Regions from separate parts of the Sus scrofa genome. Here all the other regions are linked to region 2. A link is a contact called in public HiChIP or PLAC-seq and promoter capture Hi-C data. All regions are on one chromosome and are shown on one strand. Each heading gives the region's core, a stretch centred on a gene start, on an enhancer-like site or on the middle of the called end of the contact. The rest is flanking DNA. Distances are from core to core; before and after follow the strand shown.

Evidence for each region. Promoter capture Hi-C pulls out the DNA fragments that hold promoters and counts their contacts. HiChIP or PLAC-seq counts read pairs in DNA pulled down with a chosen protein or histone mark.
Region 1: an H3K27ac HiChIP or PLAC-seq map of alveolar macrophages shows a contact between it and region 2. The contact joins the promoter of NEU3 here to the promoter of TPBGL in region 2. A contact is called at or near these places in 2 of 2 datasets of contacts at active chromatin or transcription factors (alveolar macrophages and skeletal muscle).
Region 3: a promoter capture Hi-C map of liver shows a contact between it and region 2, with 5 times the contacts expected there. The contact joins the promoter of XRRA1 here to the promoter of TPBGL in region 2. A contact is called at or near these places in 4 of 5 promoter capture datasets (fetal liver, fetal skeletal muscle and liver), 1 of 47 Hi-C or Micro-C datasets (alveolar macrophages) and 2 of 2 datasets of contacts at active chromatin or transcription factors (alveolar macrophages and skeletal muscle).

The regions. Positions count from the first base shown.
Region 1 is chr9:9,313,062-9,317,536 of Sscrofa11.1, reverse strand. It overlaps NEU3 (sialidase-3), which reads right to left and starts at 2,274. Exons shown (of 3, transcript XM_003482565.4): 1 at 1,970-2,274. LOC110255399 (a long non-coding RNA gene) reads left to right here and starts at 4,231. Exons shown (of 2, transcript XR_002335535.1): 1 at 4,231-4,475.
Region 2 is chr9:9,500,188-9,504,223 of Sscrofa11.1, reverse strand. It overlaps TPBGL (trophoblast glycoprotein-like), which reads right to left and starts at 2,031. Exons shown (of 2, transcript XM_021062510.1): 1 at 1-2,031.
Region 3 is chr9:9,279,062-9,283,342 of Sscrofa11.1, reverse strand. XRRA1 (X-ray radiation resistance-associated protein 1) reads left to right here and starts at 2,650. Exons shown (of 19, transcript XR_002335534.1): 1 at 2,650-2,852. SPCS2 (signal peptidase complex subunit 2) reads right to left here and starts at 2,826. Exons shown (of 5, transcript XM_003482563.4): 1 at 2,381-2,826. The coding sequence starts at 2,677.

The sequences.
Region 1 (4,475 bases), core at 1,025-3,524, 190 kb after region 2:
AGAACACAGGGTTGGACCAGGCCAGGACTACATCAGTCTGGGCATGGCCTTTACTTCCTCTGTGCTTCCAGATCCTCACTTATAAAATTCAGGAGAATGGCTGAGAGAATTAAGACGTTTAAGTGGCCGTTACATGACAGAGTAACCTTGTGCTAACCATTTCTCTCTCTAGGTCTTGGCTTCCTTGCTTAAAAGCTGTGACCCACCATACTTACCTAAGACGATCCAATGAAGAACCCACTCAAAAGTGCCTTATAAACAGTAAAGCACAATGGAGGTAAAAAAGTATTATAAATTCTGATGTCTTCAAAGTTTCGCGTACGGCTTTGCTATCACTGTAGCCATTGGAGTCCCTGTCGTTACTCTTTATTAACTGTGATCATGCTGATCGTGTTGATGACACAGGTAACACAAGAGGTGGCTCTAGCACCGATACCCAAACTATTGGGCCCAAACCATATGCTGGGAGCTAGGGGTAGAGCAGACTCAGATATGGTTCCGCTCTGGAGTAGTTCATTTTAGCAGAGAACTCAAAGTTATTAATTAATTGCTGCTCCATATAATCATCTTTCAACCAAGCCCTGCCTGTTTTCTTACTGGGAGAAAATATAGCATAGTATGGACTTTGAAATCCAAATGGCTTTCACACTTACTAGCAAATCTTTTTACCTCTAAGCCTGTTTCCTCAATTGTAATGGAGGTAATACCATCTATTTCTCCAGCTTTAAGAACAATGTTGGAGTTCCCTTGTGTCTCAGCTCTAACAAACCTGACTAATATCCATAAAGATGAGGTTCTGATCCCTGGCCTTGATCAGTGGATTAAAGATCTGGCCAAGAGCTGCGGTGTAGGTCGTAGATGCTGCTCGAATCCAGTGTTGCTGTGGCTGTGCTGTAGTTTGGCAGCTGTAACGGTGATTCAACCCCTAGCCTGGGAACTTCCACATGCCGTGGGTGCAGCCTTAAAAAGGAAAAAAAAAAAACAAAAAAAAAACAACAGACATATGAAAAGATACTGAACACTGGTATAATTAGGGAAATGCAAGTCAAGACGATATTGCTATCATTTCCTATCAGGATGGCAACTATCAAAAAAAATGAGAAACGAAATAAGCGTTGGTGAGGCTGTGGAAAAACTGCACTGTTGGTGGGAATATAAAATGGTGTGTCACTGTGGGAAACAGTATGGAAGTTCCTTAAAAATTTTAAATAGGGGAGTTCTCATTGTGGCTCAGCGGTAATGAATCCGACTAGTATCCATGAGAATTCGTACTTGATCCCTGGCTGTGCTCAGTGGGTTAAGGACGTGGCATTGTCTGAGCTGTGGTGTAGGTTGCAGACATGGCTCGGATCTGAGCTTGCTGTGGCTGTGGTTAGGCTGGCAGCTGTAGCTTCCCTTCGACCCCTAGCCTGGGAACGTCCATAGGCCGCTACTGCAGCCCTAAAAAACAATGTAATTCCAGACTCCAATTAACTCCGTGTTGCAATCAGTCTCCAGTGAACCCTAGAAGGAGGCCTCCCTATTAACAACTAAACTTAAGGAGCACCCATCAAATGCCAGGCCTCTGAAGACCCCGTGGTCCAAACCCCTCTCCTGGTACACATGGGAAAACTCAGACTCACAGAGGGGAATAAACTCCTCTAAGGCCACTCAGTGATCAGGAACAAAATCTGGACCAAGGCCCAGATCTCTTAAGTTTCAGCTTAGCGCTCTCTGCAGCCCACAGGTCCTCTCTAGTAACGAGGGTCTCGGTTCCCTTTCATCTCCAAGTAAGTGTGGCTTCAGGCGAAGGAAAGCAAGCACAGAGCTGGCGGAGAACACTGCCTACGTCTGAGACCCCGGCCAACTAGGGTGGCTTAGACTCAGTATTTCCCGCGGCTGCAGTACCTAAGCCCACGTGATGCTGCCGAACCTGTGCCCAGTCACAGTGCCCCACAGTCGGGGGCTCCAGTCCTCCAGCCCCACTCACCTGCGTGGGGTCCCGGCTCCTCCTTCGCTCGGGGCAGAGCTGGCCGCGAGGCCAAGCCTTCACGTCCCGGATACCGACGTCCGGGAGAATGCCCAAGGCTGGGGACACCGAGGCAGGAGAGCGAGACTGCGGACACGGTCACAGGCCACGGAAAGTGGAGAAAGAGGCGACAGAGACATAGAGGACAGTGCGGTGGCTGACAGACCCGGGACGCCACGAAGAGCCGGTAGGAAAGCGGGGCGGGGACGTGCGGAAGCCGCGGCGGGCGGAGGTTGGGACCTGCCGTTGGCTGCGGCGGGGAGTCGGCCCCGCCCCTCGGGCGGGCGTAGGCGAGGCCCCGCCCCCGCCCGCCCGCTCCCCCGCCACCCCGCGGGGTTCCCCTTGCGGCCCTGCCTGGGACGTCACCCTGCTTTCTCCAGCTCCCGGTGCTTGGGACTTGGGACTTCCCGGTCCTTCTCCGACCCCCGGACTACCACCCGCTCCAACTCGGGCCCAACTTCAGTCTCCGACGAGCGCTCCGCTCCCTGGCTCCGCCCCACCCCCTTCCACTTCCTCACCCTCGTCTTCAGTCCCCTGGCCTCGCGCTCTCACCTATTGGCTGCGGGTTTGTTGCTAAGTATCACCGCCTAAAACTTCCCTGAACAGCTTGAGAGTTGAGCAAAGGTTCCAGGTTTCGGAGGTGACTCCGCCAAAAGGTTCAGAGATGCAGAGCATTGGGCAGCCCACCCTTTAAAAAAATGATAGATATTATTTTTATATATGCGTGTGTGTGCGTATATAAAAATGTATGAGAAAAAATAGTATAGGTTATAACACGCTGAATAAAATAAAACCCCGTGAGTTCATACTGTTAAGCGCAAATGAGTAAAGAGGAGGGAAAGGACAGCTCTTCCTTTGGTAGATTTCCAATTATTGAATGTAGCACGTGCCTGAATACAGAATGGCTTATGTTGAACACCTGGTTTCCTTTTGGGAGTTTGGAATTTTGATACATGCCAGGCGACAGTGCCCACATGGCCAACCTCCAATGAACACCAGGTACGGAGTCTCTCATGGGTACTCTAGGCAGGAACGTGGCACACACGCTGCATTGCATTGCTCGGGGAAATTGTGCTTAGTGTTGGAACCGAGCTACTGCTCTGGGGGGGTCTTAGGCACACAAGCCTTTCTGATTGTTCTTAGGGAATAAGCCTGAGCCTCCATGACCTTCCCTGAGTTCCAAAGGGCAGTTGCTAATCAGGGAAGGGAAGGGAGGCAGAGACCCGAGAGGAGCAGTGCAGCCCTGGGGCAGGGCCCTGGTTCCTCCTTAAGGAATATACATAATAACAATTTTGAGCCTTTCTGTAGAACTAAAACCCCCAACAAATAACTTTTTTTTTTTTTTTTTCCTTTTTGTTCCCAGGCTAGGGGTCTAATCGGAGCTGTAGCCACCAGCCTACACCAGAGCCACAGCAACTCGGGATCTGAGCCGAATCTGCGACATATACAGCTCACGGCAACGCCGGATCCTTAACCCACTGAGCAAGGCCAGGCATCAAACCCGCAACCTCATGGTTCCTAGTTGGATTCGTTAACCACTGAGCCACGACAGGAACTCCCAGTGTTCGGTATCTTTTCATATGTTTGTAAAAATATAATACTGAGGCAGAATAATAACTCAAGATAGTCAGTGGAGGAGCATGGGCTTCATTTTTTGATATGACTGTTGATTAACATTTGTGGTTTAAGGGCTTCAGGGAATAACATCCCACAGGCCTTTCCTCTCCTCCCCAGGCGACCGTCGGTACCCCTCCACCGGGCCCCCCCCCCAGGCGGTCTGATGCACGAGGTTATCGGCGCGGGGGCGTCGCCGCGGGGAGGACGCGGGAGTGGGTCGGACACTTTATTTATACAGCGCTTTTACAATATTTTTAAATATCCAACCAGTCATCAAACTTCGAGAGGCTTGTGATTAATTTTAGTTGTTCTGGTTATGTTTGTCTGTCTCTGGTGGACATATTACCAGATATAATCAGGATTCAACATTTGTGCACGCCGATCTACTGGTCGTTAGGCGATTGACTTCTCTTTTTATCTTATGCAGCAGGTTACAGAGCAAAAGCAGTAGAGCAGTTCAGAAGTTCAACATAGAGCACATACTCAGGCTGTTCCCTTCACAAATTTTACAGACAGAAAGCAGCCTAAAAAGCAAAAGTATGATTTACTATAGGAACAGGTCTGGAATCGAGGCATTAAGCTTCTTAACTCCTGGTTGGGAGTCAGTTGCATTTCATCTTCAGACATAACCCCCTGTGACTCAGTTTACGGGAAGAAAAGGGCAAAGAAACCCTGAGACTTAGGGGACATGTCCACCCCTAAGACCCCTATTGAACAAGCACTAATAGAGGTAACTGGGCAAGGGCAATGGGAGAAAACCACAGCTTTCTGGACCTCATATTGGTAACCCCCATCTTTATGGGATTAAAAACACCTATAGGACAATAGAGAGGGGGACTCATCTTCCCCC
Region 2 (4,036 bases), core at 782-3,281:
CCTCTCCGGCACGTGTGGGGCGGGGCCCGCCCGGGCGGGGAGGGCTGGCAGGTGGGTCAGCATCACCGAGAGAGAAACTGGGGGGAAGACGTTCGAGTTCCTCCGACCAGCGCAGGCAGGGATGAGGGGTGGGCTGGGCAAGAACCTCATTTTTCCGCCTCTTCCTAATCCCTGTGATCAAGCAGAAGGCTGCGCTAGGAGGAGGAAAATCCCCAGCCTCAGCCCCCTCCTCTGCGACCCCAGTTACATCAGGCCTGGCTGGGTCGACACCCCTGCAAGTCCCGCGAGACCACCTTCTTCTCCAGCCCCACCCCATCCACCCCGAGGAAGTCGGCAGCATCCCCTGCCTTCTCCCCACCCCTCCTCCCCCAACTCACTGGCTTCTCTGCCCGAGTTCTGGCATCTGATTTCCTCCACCAGGCTGGACTCCTCCCCCAAGCCCTCGCCTAGGCCCTGGGACTCAGTGGGTGTGGTGATTCAGCTCTTTGCCATCCCCTGCCCCAAGACCTGGGGACCCCTGCTAGATGGTTCTGGGTCTCAGGACCTGAGGGTTGGATGCCTGCCCCTCCTCCCCTCCAGGGTACCCCACCTATACATGGTGAATGCCTCGGAGAGTTCTGGGCTCCAGAGGTTGTCCAAACAGAAACAGTTTTGCAGCATGGAGTAGGGGTCTCAGAGGGGCTGGGCTGAGCTGTTTTTAGGTTTGTTTTGTTCTGGATTTTTTTTTTTTTTTTTTTCCCCAGAACTGGGAAGCTCAGGACCTGATTTAAAGAGACAGGCTCCTGAGAAGGGAACACTCTTGGCCTTGGCATGAATTATTCAGGCTAGAGAGGCTGACACTTGATCTGAAGGCCCTTCTGGTATCAGCAGAATTAGTTGGGATAAAGGCTCTGTGCCGCCCCCCACCTCCCCGCCCCCGAAGAATCAGTCAGTCTCTTTCTTCTGAATTAGGATTGGTTGTTGAGTTGACTCCTTCCGTGAGGTTATATTTAACTGATCCACCGACAGGGCGATACCACTTAAGGAGAAGAGGTAGACCCTGTGGTGGCCTGGGTCTCAGGCAAGGGCCAGTGTTAAGGAGCAGGGCTTTTGATGCTGGGGGTGGAGGGTAGCCCTCCTCTTCCCCTCCCCTCTCCGTCCCCGTCATCACTCCCAGGTATTGGCAGAAGAGAATAGTAACTTGCACATGCATATCGGCGTGTCCGATGGATGTACATGCGAGGTTGCACATGTACAGTAGAAGCTTGACACATAAAGAGACCTAGGTGTGTCCACATGTGAGCACACAGCCTCATGCTCACTTGGTGTGCATACACATGCATAGGAAGGCTTGCACAAGCTTGTGCACAGCTCCAGGCAGGCTCAGGTGTGCCTCTTACAAGTCCATGCAGGCTCATTCACACACGGGCACATATGGACATAGATTTGAGAGCATCCTGATATGTGTCTGTAGACCCATAAGCACATACATATTTGAACATTCGTACTTCTGGATCCATGCAGGTGTTTGGGTGTGTTCTCAGAGGGGCACGCTTATGGGCCGATGCATGGAAGCACGTGCATCCAGAGGTTGCCCAACTCACTCTGACTGAGCCCACTTCTGCCGGCCACCATGCCCCTGGTCTGTGGAGTTAACAGGGCGTGGTGTCCTTTCTCATGTGGGCACAAGGACTCAAACAGATGCTGTTGAGGCTGAGCTCTCAGCTCTTGCCCCAGTCCCAGCCATGGCCCATGGCAGCTCTAAGCCCCAGCTCGGACATCTTCCTCAGTGGGAGGCACTGGCTCTTCTGCACTATTGTGTTTTCAGTACAAGGACTAGCATGAGACTGGGCAGTACATGTTTGCAGATGAATGAAAAGTTATTTGCCTCCTTGTCCTGCTGCATGGAGCCCCTTCTGCCTCCAGCCACTAAGAAATCACAGACCAACTGCCAAGGCCACACCTCCCTCCACAGGCCCCATGGTGGCTGGTTTCTGATTGGCTGATGGCTCTCCTGGAAAAGGCCTGCAGAGGAGCAGGCAGCTTTGCTTGGTGGGGGGGTGGGGTGCAGGTGCTAGACACCTCCTTTGGGGAAGGGAGGTCTAGCGAGAACCTAGCACCATCAGGAGCCAGAGAACAAGGCAATGACTATTTTATAAATGGGAAGGAGAGCCCAGAGGGTCAGGGACTTGCCCCAAAGCCTGTGGTCCTCAGGGCTTTGCCTGGAAATCTGGCCCCAGGGTCCTTTCCCAGGGCTTTGTCCAAGGTGGTAGCTGTGTCTGAGCGGGGCCAGCACCACAGGGAAATCTCACCCTGACCCCAGGAATCTGAAGCTAAGAACAGATGCCAGGGTGGGTCTGCTGTGACCTTGGGCCTCTCTTCACCCCTGGACTGTCGGCTTCTACTTCTGCAAAGAACGTGGGCTTCTGAATTCCTGGTCGTTTCAGAGCTATTGGGATATTATGAAAGGAAAATATTTTGAAACAAGAAACACTGTGTCATTAGGGCCCGGGGCCTGGCACCCATGTAACTCTGCATGAAGCACCGCCCTTTTGGGGACTCATTAGCTCCCATGTCGTTTTGCTCTGTTCCATCTTCCTTCATCCCCCGATACCACAAATTCATGGTAGCTGCTAACAGGGACAAGTCTGCAGGTGCTGTCTCTGCCTGTGCCTCCACCCTGCCTTCCCCCCATCTCCTGTTTGTGCAGGTGTTCCTCTCCTCTGTCCAGGACCCCATGGACCCAAGTTTGTGAGTCATTTGGGGGTGTCTGTTCTCTGGGGGAACAGCCCTCTCCCTTTCTGGGGTTGTCCGTGTTTGGCATGCAGTAGGTGTTCAGTAAATGTATGTCCAAACTACAGAACATTAGAGAACAGGTAAGCAGTTGGAAAGATAGTGTTAATATCAGAAAGAGGCTTCTCCACCCCAAACTGATCAATAAACAGTGCAACTCCAGCTAAAAAAAAAAAAGTCTCTGTCCAGTAGCTTCTGAGGCTGTGTGTCTGTTCTCTGATGCATCCAGTGGGTTTTTCTCACTCTTTGCCCCACGTGGGCACTCTCTGCCCTCCCCTGGATGTTATTTCTCCACTCAGGCCTTCTGCCCCTTCTGCTTGAGCTCTTTCCTCCTCCAGGGAGCCTTCTTGGCTTCTTCTCTCTCCTTGAACTTCACGTAGTGATCAGAGGGGGAGAGGTCCCCTGAGCCCCCTGAGGGTTGGCAGTTGGAACTCGGGCCCAGTTGTCGGCTCAGAGCTCAGCGTGCAGAGGGCCCCAGGGAACACTTACTAAATGCAGTACTGATTGAGAGATCTCTGGCTCCGTCCACCCTGTGAAGCAGGCTAGGTGAGGACCCCCCCCCCCACCCCCATCTACACTTGACTCAGGAGACAGCTTCCCAGAAAGGTTAAGTGCTTTCCCCAAGGTTGCACAGCTGACCAGGGCCTGAGCCTGCCAGCAGCTCGGGTTTCCTGTTCGTTCATCTCCCTTGCCGCAGCCCTCCCCATCCTAGATCCTCTCTCTAGGGAGTGTGACTGGGTCAGATCCCAGGGGAGCCTGTGGGCCAAGAGCTCAGGCCCTCAGGGTTTTCTTAGGACTCAGCAAACGAGTCACCCCAGCCCCGCCCAGGCAGAGTGATCCGCTGCCCTGGGCTGGAGTGACAGGCCCCATGTCAGCCCCACTGGACCCCAGTTCTTGAATCTGTTATCCCACAGGGTCTCAGGGCCCCCCTCAGCTTTCCAAGGCGCTGTCCCTCCCCTAAACTCCAGCTCCTACCCTGGATCCCCTTTCTCCCGGCAGAGACCCTGCTCTCTGGAAGCTCCTCTAGGCTTTGGTACAGAACCTGATGAGGTTTTTGACTTCCCTGAGGTCACCCGGCAGGTAGCGCTGCCCCATCTGCCTCCAGCTCCATTTCTAACAGGACAGAGTCTCCAGTGCCACTGGAGCCTGTGGGCAAGTCTGCCTTTCCCACTCTCGGCTTCTCTGTCTGCAAAGGTGCGTATGTGCACAGGATGAGCTAGGAGGGCTTTTGAGTCTTGCATCCCTTGGCCTTTTAAGAATTGGG
Region 3 (4,281 bases), core at 1,401-3,900, 220 kb after region 2:
GATTCGCTTCCTCTGAGCCATGATGGGAACTCCATCCAAGGCCACGTAGTTTTTAACATGCTGTACTAGAACTCAAACTTGTCTTTCTTTTTATCTAAACCCTATATACTAGTATACCCTATATACCTTTTTTTTTTTTTTTTTTTTTTTTTTTTTTTGCTTTCTACGGCCACAGCTGTGGCATATGGAGGTTCCCAGGCCAGGGGCTGGAACTCCAGAATACTTCTAATTTCTCCCACTCTAAACTATTGGAATAATTTTTCTAAAACCACTATCTATAGATATATGCTATCTATATAATGGTTTTAGAAAAACTATTCATATACTATATGTATATAGTGGTTTTAGAAAAACGATTGACACTCTATTATATGTATATATATGTGTATACATACACACACACACATATACATATGGCTTAAAACCCTTCAACAACTTCCTATGCCTACTTCAAGCAATACATCCCCTCCTCCATCTGGTTTTATCTACTTGCCACTACAGGTCTCTTAGAGAACAGTCAGTCAACTCATTACCTAAGAAACACCAAGCATGAGGCACCCACCATGGACCTTTGCTCAAGGACAATCCTCCCTGGTAGGCAGTATGTCCCTGTCTCTCTCAAAATAAGGTCACAGCTCCACTCTCAAACATGAGGTCTTTCCTTGGGGGCAGTCACTCCCTCATCAGTTAGATCTTAGGGATCATTCTCTCTCTAACTTCTGTAAAAGGAACAGATGTAAATACCAAATACTTTTTTTTTCCCTTTCTTTTTTCGCTGCCCTGTGGCATATGGAGTTCCCAGGCCAGGGATCAGATTTGAGTCGCAGTTGCAGCAACACCAGATCCTTAACCCACAGTGCCTGGCCAGGGATTGAACCTATGTCCAGTGCTCCCAAGAGGCCACCGATTCTGTCATGCCACAGCAGGAACTACCCAAACACTTCTGTTTAATATTTTGGGTACCCCATGTCCTATATGCAGCTATATTGCGTACTGATTTCTTTTGTCTGCCATCATGCTTCTCTGTTAGATACTACAAGTTATAGACATCTTTCACCTGTATTATCTCATTTGATTCTCCCCCAAATCCTAATATTTCAGGTGAAGAAAGGGAAGCTTAGTGAGGTTAACTGACTTGTCAGTCTTCATACAGTTTGAAACTAGCAGAGCTATGTCAAAGCCCAAATCTTATGATTCCCCAAATCCAGGTTCTTCCAATAATGCACCAATGCCGTATACTTTTCAGTAATCACTGCCTTTGAAGACTGTCCACACTTCATGTTTGCCTACCATGTGTTACACACAGAGAAGTCTGAAAGCTGTTTTCAATTAAAGTAAACAATCCTGATTTTTCACTCTATTAAAATAAAGACCCCCTGTGTAACATTCCTTATCAAACTGGCCCAGGGCCCTAAAATGAGAGAATTGGAAGGAACCTTAGGGTGGATGAAGACTAACTCCCTCATTTTACAAATGAGGAAACAAGACACAGGGAAAACAAGCATATTTCAAGGTCACACAGCTAATTAGACGCAGGCCCAGTACTAGGACCCAGATCTCTACACAATTGTTACTTTCAAAATGCTATGCAAAGGGCAGGAAGGGCCTACCCCGAGAAGAAGTTTCCTTTTTTTTTTTTTTTTTTAATTTTTTTTTTTTTAAGCCCTTGTTGCTAAGACTGCATTTAAAAAAGAATAAAGCAAGAAAGAGAGAAACAGAGAAAGACTGGATGGGCGGGGCGGGGGGAGAGAAGAGTGAACAGGCAGCAAGCTCAAGAATCTGATTCACCTAAGGCACTTGGTGGCAGGAAGAGAGGGGAAAGGGTAGGGGGTTGGGTGAAAAAGGCGAGAGAAAAAAGATAAATCTTAAAAGCTTCCTGTCAGCATGTAGGTCAAGTTCAGTATTCGGGGTATCACAACAAAACGCCTAGAAACTTTAGTAAGCAAAAGGCCAAAGGCACTCTAGAATCAGTAGCAAAACTCAAGTGTGGCGGGGAGTTTGGACACCACTGACTTCAAACAGCTGCCTTCATTTAGTCGAGATTCAGCTTTCCCTGTCGGTGAAACGGGCACACTGAACAGTGGCCCCGAGTACCACCGAGGAAAAGCGAGGGCCGCAGGAAATGTGGAAATAATCAAATTATCCTAAGTAGCAGCAGTGGCCGAGGTTAAGGACCAAAAAGGAATGAAGTCCTAAAGAGGAGAGAGCCCGAGTCTGAGGTGCGTAGAGAGCTGAATACAAGGGCCCGTAGGGTCCCCGAGGTGGGCCAAACGAGGACTCCCCTAGAGAAGCCGCATAAGAAAAGGGGGGAGAGGATGGTGGGCTCGCCGCCTCCCAGGAGTCCCCAGGCCTCGGCTGTCCCCAAAATCCGACTCCTCACCTTGTCCAACAAGCCGCTACGGCTACTGCCCGTCCCGCAGCTGGGACCGCCGCCAGCCCCACTACTGCCTCCGCCACCACCGGATCTCCCACCCTGAGCAGCCGCCGCCGCCATCTTTCCTGCCTGTGCGTCTCCCTCCCCTCCTACTTGTCCGAAGCTGATTGGCTGGAACTGGCGGCGTGGCGTGCCGCGCGGAGTACATCGGGACCCGTAGTTCAGGGCTGGCTGACGCGAGGTTGCCAGCGGAAGTGGCCGCGGGGCTTGCTGGGACTTGTAGTAATCAGAAGCTCCAGCCATCGGTTGCCGCCTACTCGGCCAGCCAACGCGTCGCGGTTACTAAGGGTTGGAGAAGGTAGTGGTAAGCGCCACCGTGGAGCTACTCCGAGATCCCCGGGAGGCTCGCCGAGCTGCCCGCCTGACCGGGACGTCGCCCCCGCGGAAACCTCGGAGGCGGAAGCGACGCCGGAGGCAGGTGCGGCTGGAAACTTAGTTTCATATGTAGAGTTTCCCAAAGAAGCGAAGGAGCTTGTCTTTAATCCTTTTCTACCCCTGTTACTGCCCTTACCGGTTCTTTGGTGACTGTCATCTTAGCTGTTAGTATTGTTTTCGTATTTTAGGGAACTCACATTCATTGTCTTCTATCTGCATTTGTAGCCATGCTCTCATTTAGTCCCGTAACAGACCAGTCAGAGGAGGATACTAAGAAACTTAAGGCCAGAGAGCATGTATCAGAACCTAGTTTAGAAGCCGGGTTTTTTTGTTTTGTTTTGTTTTTGTTTTTTACATCAAACCCGTGTTATACTCCCTTTGCCATTGACTGGGGTCCTTGAACCCTCTAATCAATAGAAAATGGTAAGAGGCCAGATGAGAAATTCAGGTGAGGCTTTATTGGGACTCCTGCTTTAATGCTATGGAGCAAAAATAAGAAACAGGTGCTCCCTGAGGGAAGGAGGCAAGCTGGTCCCTTAAATGAGATGAAAGAAGGGGAGGAAGGGATGGCTCAGGTGGTCTGCCTACTGCCTTGGTGGTGCTGGGATTATGCCCAGTACCCTCCTCACTCTTGGCACCTCAGAAGTGGCAGTTGGCTTATGGCCTTTTTGTGTTTTATTGTTCATAATTTGCCTCAACTGTGCTTGCATGCAATTATGTTTTGTTCCTTCTTGTTTCTTTGTATTTTGTTGCTCAAGGCGATGTCTGTCCAGGTGCAGGCACTCCAGTAAAGGATCCCAGATCCCAGCCTAACTCACCTTTGCCACTCTGCTTTTACAGCTTTAGGACACAATAATATTATAGATTTTTATTGCTTTTGTTTACACAAGTATTTGTTGAGCACCAACATCACTGGAAACTGTACCGAGGAATCCTAGGGGATCCTGTCCCCTACTTTCATGGAACTCCTACTCTAATGACCTAGAGTTATCATATAACAGGTCTTAATACACTATGATTTAGTACACTGCATTATTAGTTGTTTGTTTTGTCCCCATGAATTCCTCATATGTGTCCAAATGACTGAACAAATGGAGTACATACTCTGGAGTGGTCACTGTTCTGGTCATGAGGGACAGATCGCTGAGTAACAGGCAAAATACCTGTTTTCATGAAGCCAACACTCATGTGGTCATCATTATTACTAAAGTACTAGGTGCAATTTCTTCACTTCTGTGAAGCAATCCAGTCAGATGCCCCTGTAGCTTTTTGTTCATCTTTTATAATTTATTGTGTTTCAAAACCCAGTTCTAATGTCACTTGCCCTGTGAAACCTTCCCTGACCCTTACTTCGCCCCTCTTTGCAGGCAGGATGAAGAGCTCCATAGATAGCATTGTGGGCACGATTCCATTTAGTTCAGTAAACAATCACTTGAGCCTCTTCAATGCACCAGACCCTGTATGAGACACTG